Linked DNA regions of Mus musculus: region 2 is linked to region 1. The links are chromatin contacts, called in public promoter capture Hi-C maps. All regions are on one chromosome and are shown on one strand. The core of a region is the stretch at or near the end of the contact, and the rest is flanking DNA. Distances in the headings are between cores, read along the strand shown. Region 1 has its middle 26 kb from the start of Gm25805. Region 2 has its middle 19 kb from the start of Gm30444.

Region 1 (3,525 bases), core at 376-2,875:
AACACAGAGAGAAAAAGGTAGGGGGTGGAGGGAGGGAAGGAGAGAGATAGACAGAGAGACAGAGAGGTCAAGGAAGGATTCCAGCTCACTTCCTAGAGAACTTTCAGGAGTCCAGACTGCAGCTACAGAGGGCTGGACAGCCGTACCAGTGGTACCTGCCCTGCCCTGCTCCTCTCCTGGTGGGTTAAGTTCTTACACATTAGTAAAGTCCCAGCTGGGCATGGTGATGCGTGCCTGCTATCCCAGCGCTTAAGGGGATTGCTGTAAGTTTCAGGACAGCCTGGGCTATAGAAGACCCAGCTGGGATGACAGGGGTGTGACAACCAGTTTTATATGATACTGGGAATCAAACCCAGGGCCTCATACATTCTAGACAATGTCTATGTCCCAGCCAACTCCGAGGATTGATTAGGGTGTGCTCGGCACAGGGTGGGTGTTTAAATGCTGTTCTTCTGTCACTCAGCACCCTTCCCCCGTCTTTCCTTAGCTCACCACCACCACTTGCTTACTCAGTATACTTCACAGTGCCTCCCCAAGCAGAACCATTCCTCCCCTGAGGGGTGCCTGGGGTGCAGTAGATATGAGGGGGGTTGCAGAAAGGAGCAACACCAAGTGGGGACTGATACACTTGTCAGAACCCTTGTTCAAGGGCTTATGTTTCCTCAGCCAAATATTCTGAAGAATTAGTTCCCCTCCCTCCCCATCTCCTAGCGATTGAAAACAGCCGATGGCAGGCTCCATTCCAGAGTACAGTGATGGCTCACACCTTTAATCCCAGGCAGATTTCTAAATTCGAGGCCAGCCTGGTCTACAAAGTAAGCTCCAGGACAGCCAGGGCTACACAGAGAAACACTGTCTCAAAAAACAAACACAACAAAACAAACAAACAAAGAGTGGGATAAAAATAGTGGCCACATCCTTGTGGCCCATCTCCCAGGCTCTTTTGTGATCTAAGGACAAAAAGTCCAAAAGAGGGCTGGAGAGATGGCTCAGTGGTTAAGAGCGCTGACTGCTCTTCTGAAGGTCCTGAGTTCAAGTCCGAGCAACCACATGGTGGCTCACAACCATCCATAACGAAATCTGATGTCCTCTTCTGGAGTGTCTGAAGACAGCTACAGTGTACTTACATATAATAAATAAATAAACCTTAAAAAAAAAAAAACTACAAAAGAGCTGCACCCCCAATACCCATCTCTACCCATCTCTAGGATATATCAGAAACTAAAGGCAAATTTCTTTCCAGTTTGAAGCTAAGTGCCTACAGCTGGTTGTTCGTGGATTCTAATTCACCTCCGAGAGGATTTTCAGTTCAGAATGCAGCTGCAGATGAAACTGTACTCTGGTTTGGTGTTTTTTTGGTTTTTTGTTTGTTTGTTTGGTTTGGTTTGTTGTTGTTGTTGTTTTTGTTTTTCGAGACAGGGTTTCTCTGTGTAGCCCTGGCTGTCCTGGAACTCACTTTGTAGACCAGGTTGGCCTTGAACACAGAAATCTTCCTGCCTCTGCCTCCCGAGTGCTGGGATTAAAGGTGTGTGTCACCTATAGATGCACAATTCACTAGCAACCAAAAAGGGACAGTTGTGATGCCCTAGTAGATGCTTAGAGAGGCCGGACTTCTGGAAGCGGGGAGCCACAGGCCCACAGGAAGTTTTTTTTATAGTAGCATCTTTTGTTCTGCATTTCCCGTGCTCTGGGGAGTCTACTCATTTTTAGATTTCTTTTTCTTTTTCTTTTTTTTTTTCTTGAAGGTGCTGAGAAATGAACCTAGGATCCCGTTCATGCTAAGTAAGTGCTTGTAAAGGTTTGAATATGCTTGGCCTTCAGGAAGTGGTACTATGAGGAGGTGTGGCCTTGTTGGAGGAAGTGCGTCACTATGTAGGCGGACTTTGAGGCTCCGCCCAGTAGGGATAGAAGGTATTCCTGGCTGTCCTCAGACCAGGATTTCGAACTCTTCCTGCACCGTGTCTTCCTGGACGCTGTGATGCATCACGTCGTGACGATAGTGGACCTCTGAAACTGTAAGTCAGCCCCATTTAAATGTTTTTTATAAGAGTTGCCTTGTTCCTGGCGTCTCGTCACGGCAATGCAACCCTAACCCAGACCGTGCTCTACCACTGAGTAACATCCCAGCCCCTTAAAAAAAAAAAAAAAAGTCTCGCCGGTCGGATGTGGTGGCGCACGCCCTTAATCCCAGCACTCAGGAGGCAGAGGCAGAGGCAGAGGCAGAGGCAGGCAGATTTCTGAGTTCGAGGCCAGCTTGGTCTACAGAGTTCCAGGACAACCAGGGGAACACAGAGAAACCCTGTCTCGAAAATCAAAAAACAAACAAAAAAAGAAAAACGTCTCATTTTGTTTTTGTCCTTTTGTTTTTGTTTTTGTTTTGTTTTGTTTTGGTACAGGGTCTAGTGTCCATTCCTAACCTCAAACTTGATATGTAGCTAACAAAGGCCTTGGATTTCTGATCCTCCTGCCTCTACCTCCTGAGTGTTGGGACTATTTGGGTACGGCCAAGATGGGATAGATCCAAGACTTTAGGGGTGCTAAGCAAACACTGGGCCTAGTCGTCATCGTCATCGTCGTCGTTACCTTTCTTTTCTATTTTTTTATATTGAAAGAAGGTCTCATTAAATTGTACATGCATGCTTTGAACTTTTAATCCTCCTGCCTCAGCTTCTCGAGTAGTTAGAATACAATCTGCACGACCAGACCAGGTTCATTCAGCTCACACTCATGCCATCTCTCCCAGACATGAGATTGTACAGTGGTATCATAATACTATAAATTGCTGAGCAGTTGTGCTCAGCAGTTAAAGCTGTTTGCTGACAAGCCTGACAAACTGAGTTTGATCCCCAGGATACAGAAAGTTGTCCTTTGACCTCTCTCCCTGTGTTGTAGCATGTGGCACAGGTGCACATGAGAGCATGCCTGTACATGTAAGTACAGAAATGTGTGTGCAAGTACACACACTCAGACACGAAATGCTAAATTGTGTTTACTCTTTGAACTAGCAAATCCCCATGCAGGAATTTCTTCCTAGGGAAATCCTCAAAGATCCATTTCTGAGACTTAACTACAAAGGTGCTTGTCCCAGCTTTCCAGAAATCCAGAATATTGGATCCACTCCAATTATCTTACAAAAGGAATACCATTTGACTCAGTGATGACACATCTATGCCACTCAAGTCAGCGTCAGCCAGGAAAAATGTCCCACGGGGGCCAGGTTGAGAAACTGCAGCCTACAGACAAAATATGGCCTGTTGCCTCTCTAGCCTGAGAGCCAAGAATGATTTGACATTTTTGAAATGGTTTGAAAATCGAAACATGTATGGAATGATCTGAAATTCCAATTTAAATTTATATTGGAATATAGCCATGCTTACTCATGGGTGTCTGATGTGTGACTGCTTCACACTGTAGATGCCGGATGGACTGTGAAATTACTCCTATCTAGCCCGTTCCTGAGAAAGCTTTTGGGCCTGTCATAGATAACTGATGGGCTGGTGCTCGCCTTTAATCCCAGCACTTGGG
Region 2 (3,961 bases), core at 311-2,810, 220 kb before region 1:
AACAAGAAGGCACAATGAGGAAGGGCTTGCGCAGCTTTTTACAAGGTGACAGCTTCCTCTGCCCCGGGGCAAGCTTGCCCCTAATGGTGGGTGCCTATGCTCTGACTTGCTTAGTGGTGCCCTGTTTGGGTTTACTCTCAGTGATGAAGGTGGTGGCGGTGGTGGTGATGGTGACAGTGGTAGATATAATAATGTTCTGGGGTCTTTTTTTTTTCAGTACTGAGATCTAAACCTAGAGGCATGGCTAAGGCAGGCAATACTTAAAACCAACCAAACCAGAAAGGGGCCTGGAACCCAGATGTCAACCATTTTAAGTGCTCAGTTGCAGCAATAAAAAAGTAATGTGACTCAATCAAAGGAGCTGGACAGAAAAACACGCCACCAATCAGGACAGAGGGGCCAGAGCCAGGAGGACTGCAAGTTCCAGACCAGCCCAGGCTATAAGAGCCTTTTATCAGGAGTGTGCAGTGAAGGGGAGGGGTATGAGAACAGACACGTTTCCAAAAGTCTTAAAAAATAGTCAAGTAGCCGGGCGTGGTGGCACACGCCTTTAATCCCAGCACTCGGGAGGCAGAGGCAGGTGGATTTCTGAGTTCGAGGCCAGCCTGGTCTACAGAGTGAGTTCCAGGACAGCCAGGGCTACACAGAAAAACCCTCTCTCTAAAAACCAAAACAAAAAACAAAAATAAAGTCAAGTAAATAAAGACATGCTTACCATCATTAGTCATTAGGGAAATGCAAATCAATACCACAAGATACTACTTCACATCCTTTAGGATGGCTACGATTTAAAAACAAAAAATAAATAAAAGCAGGTTCTGGCAAGATTACAAAATGGCACAGTCACTGTGGGCACACTACGGCACTTCCTCATGAAAACTAAGAATTCAGTTGTCATGCAGTCCTCAATTTCACTTCTGTAATACAACTAGAAAGCCCTGGACTCAGCCTCAGAGACAGCCGCAACCGTAGGCTGGATTCCTTTGCACGTCTATGTAGAGAGGGTTGCTTTTACCTCTTGGTAAACTCAGCCAGCAGCTCCAATAGGAGCTCCTGAGAGCAAGGGCATCTTCTCAGATCATCACAAGCCAGCCACTAGCTGAATATGCCATCCATATTTGCTGAAAGTATACAGGATACCGGGGCCTTGGAGCGAAAGCTTCAAAGGCGGCAAGGATCACTGTGAAACACGCAAGAGCTTCTGAAGTGGCCTCTTCACAAGAGCCTGAGGAAATAGCAGCCCCCAACCCTGCCGACCAGGTACAGATAAGTGTGGCATGTTCGCTATCGTCCCTGGTGCTGGTATAAAATGCCTTGACAAAAGCAACTTAGGAAAGAAAATGTTTATTCTGGCTTGCAGTTCTAAAGGATACATTCTACCATGGAAGACAGGGCAGAAGACGGCTGGTCACATGACATCTGCTCAGCCCAAGAACAGAAAGCTAGGCAGGGCTAAAAAGCCTCAGGTGACTGACTCATTTCCTCCACTGAGGCTCCACCTCCTAAAGGAACTGGGGTGCTAGTGTTCTGACACATGAGCCAATTCCAGACACTTTACACTCAATGTGTGGTTTATTATTCAGCCTTAAAAAGAAAGTTCTGGACAGGACGGGCCTGCCTGCGGCACGGAGCAGCAGCTGCTGCTGCTGCTGCCCCTGCTGCTGCTGCTGCTGCTGCTGCTGCTGCTGCCGCTGCTGCTGCTGCTGCTGCTGCTGCCCCTGCTGCTGCTGCTGCTGCTGCTGCCCCTGCTGCTGCTGCTGCTGCTGCTGCTGCTGCCGCCGCCGCCGCTCACCCTGCTGTGTGGGGGAGAGCCTCGCTGTCTGCAGGCTGCAAGCATGAAGGTCACGCCCACCCTGGGTGCCAGCAGAGTGGCTGGCTGACTCAGAGGGTAAGGTGGTGTGCAGCAGCCAGAAGCTTGTATGGATCCTGCCCCCCAGACACCCTGACTCAGAGCAGCAGTAGGATACTGAGGATGAAGAGTGGTTCATTGCCAGAGGCCATGTTGATGTCCGTTGACTATGCGGCTGTCAGCCACTATGAGCAAGGAAGCTTCTTTTTCAGTGGTATCAATGACTCCAGACTCATACCTGAGAAAGAGAGACACTGAAGACTTCCGTGACAACTTCTCTCCCCACGCCCAAACACAAAAGAAACAGTCCTGTAGAAGAGAGTCCTTAAAAACTGTGATAACGATGCTGAAGTACAGCTCCTCACAGTTGACAACTTCTGGGATAGAGCAGAAGGACTCAGTTTTCTTTAAGAGGCTAGCCACTGGGAGATTGACCATGTTCCAGTGAGTTTATGGGCAACACAAATTGAACTTGGTATTTTGGGGAGACTTGGGGGAGCATGCAAGAGTGAGAGGATGGACCTGGTCAAAATGGGAAGCAAAAGTGGTCATGGTACATTGTATGAAATTGCCAAATAATTAATAAAAATATTATGTTGGCGAGGAGAAGAGGTAGAAAGAATTTAAAAGCAGGAAGATGGGGAAGGGTGATTCAAAATACTGTCCTCTGGATATTTCGTGGCCATGTTTGTGCTCAGGAATTGACATCAGCTATGCCCACCTGCACAAGACCTGCATGAGACCAAGCCAGCTCTCAAAGACCCACTCCTAACTACACACCTATGGGCAGGCGATGGCTCCTGGAGGGGAGAATCATCTGAGGATGTAGCTACTGGTAAATTGTCCATGCTCCAGTGAATTGCTCCCTGCCCATGCACATATGCATGGGTAAGTAATAAAACAATAATAAAAGTCATATATAGTTTTTGTTTTATCCTTTACAAAAGAAAGTCCCTGTGTGTTCTGACACCACAGAGCAATGAAGACATTAAGGAAGGGAAATAAACCAGGGACAAAAAAAAGCGCATAAAAGCTGTGGTGCCACTTGTAACAGGTACCCAGAGAGTGAGTCGTGCATGTTCAGAAAGCAGAATAATGTTTAACAGGGCCTGGGGGGAGAGGGCACCGGCAGTGATGTGCAAAATACAACTGAATTGTATGCTTCAAATGGCTAAGGTGGTAAATGTCTCCCCCACTCTCTCCGCTGAGTAATCCCATAAGCAGATGAGATTACAAACTCCTGATACTAATGGGGTGCAAAGAAGAGGGGAAAAAGCAGAAGGCTCGAGTAGCAGGTTTATTCACAAGTATATCCCCAAAACTTCTGCTATAGCAGCTGCAACAGAGGCACTAGAGGGCTGAGGAGATGGTTCTGCAGACAAGAGCACTTGCTGCACAAGCCTGAGAACCTGGGTTCAAATCCCAGGACTCATGTAAAAAGAGACCTGTATGTCTGTGTCTATAACCCCGTACTGTGAGGGGTAGAGACAGGACCATTAGTAGGGCTTGCTGCTTATTTGCTCCAGTCTCAGTGAGAAGCCCTGTCTCCAACAAATAAGGCAGGTAGTAGAAGGAGATGGGACACGTGACATCCTCTTCTGGCCTCCACGTAAGTGCACACAGCCACGCCCATCTGCCACTCACACCCACTCATACCATACTCACACTCATACATGTGACACGTATACACACAAAAAATAAATAGATAAAATTGTAAAAGAAGTAGAATCAGGTTTTTGGTGGTGGTGGTATTTTGGATTGTTTGTTTGTTTCCTTGCTTGCTCTGCATTTTTCTTTCTGTCTTTTCCTATTTGGGGGTTTGTTGTTTTTGTCTTTGACGTCATGGTCATAGCTGCTGATGTTTTTGAGACAAACTTACCTCGAACTTTCTACAATCCTTAGGTACCATCTGGTTTCTTTGAAATAGGACCTCTCACTTACCCTGGTAGTCTTAAGTCAGGCTATGAAGCTGGCCAGCAAGCCCCAGAGATGTGTCTCTCTCTCTCACACTGAATACAGAAAGATGTGATTTCAGCGCCCCTATTAGTTCACAGAGGAGAGCAGCTGGTAGAATATTGGCAACTTCCCCCTGTGTCTCACTGTCTCCTCTGT

The links. Promoter capture Hi-C pulls out the DNA fragments that hold promoters and counts their contacts.
Region 2: a promoter capture Hi-C map of trophoblast stem cells shows a contact between it and region 1, with 4 times the contacts expected there. The contact joins two enhancer-like sites. A contact is called at or near these places in 6 of 39 promoter capture datasets (embryonic stem cells, liver, pre-B cells and 2 more) and 1 of 484 Hi-C or Micro-C datasets (embryonic stem cells).

Annotation. Positions count from the first base shown.
Region 1 is chr16:8,790,726-8,794,250 of GRCm38.p6, reverse strand. No RefSeq gene overlaps it. Among named protein-coding and RNA genes, the nearest start is that of Gm25805, 26 kb to the right of the region's middle. Within about 2 kb of position 1,625, at least 38 of the 459 cell types and tissues checked have an H3K27ac peak or open chromatin away from gene starts, as enhancers often do. A contact at or near this core is called in trophoblast stem cells, where this site is marked.
Region 2 is chr16:9,014,135-9,018,095 of GRCm38.p6, reverse strand. No RefSeq gene overlaps it. Among named protein-coding and RNA genes, the nearest start is that of Gm30444, 19 kb to the right of the region's middle. Within about 2 kb of position 1,560, at least 16 of the 459 cell types and tissues checked have an H3K27ac peak or open chromatin away from gene starts, as enhancers often do. A contact at or near this core is called in trophoblast stem cells, where this site is marked.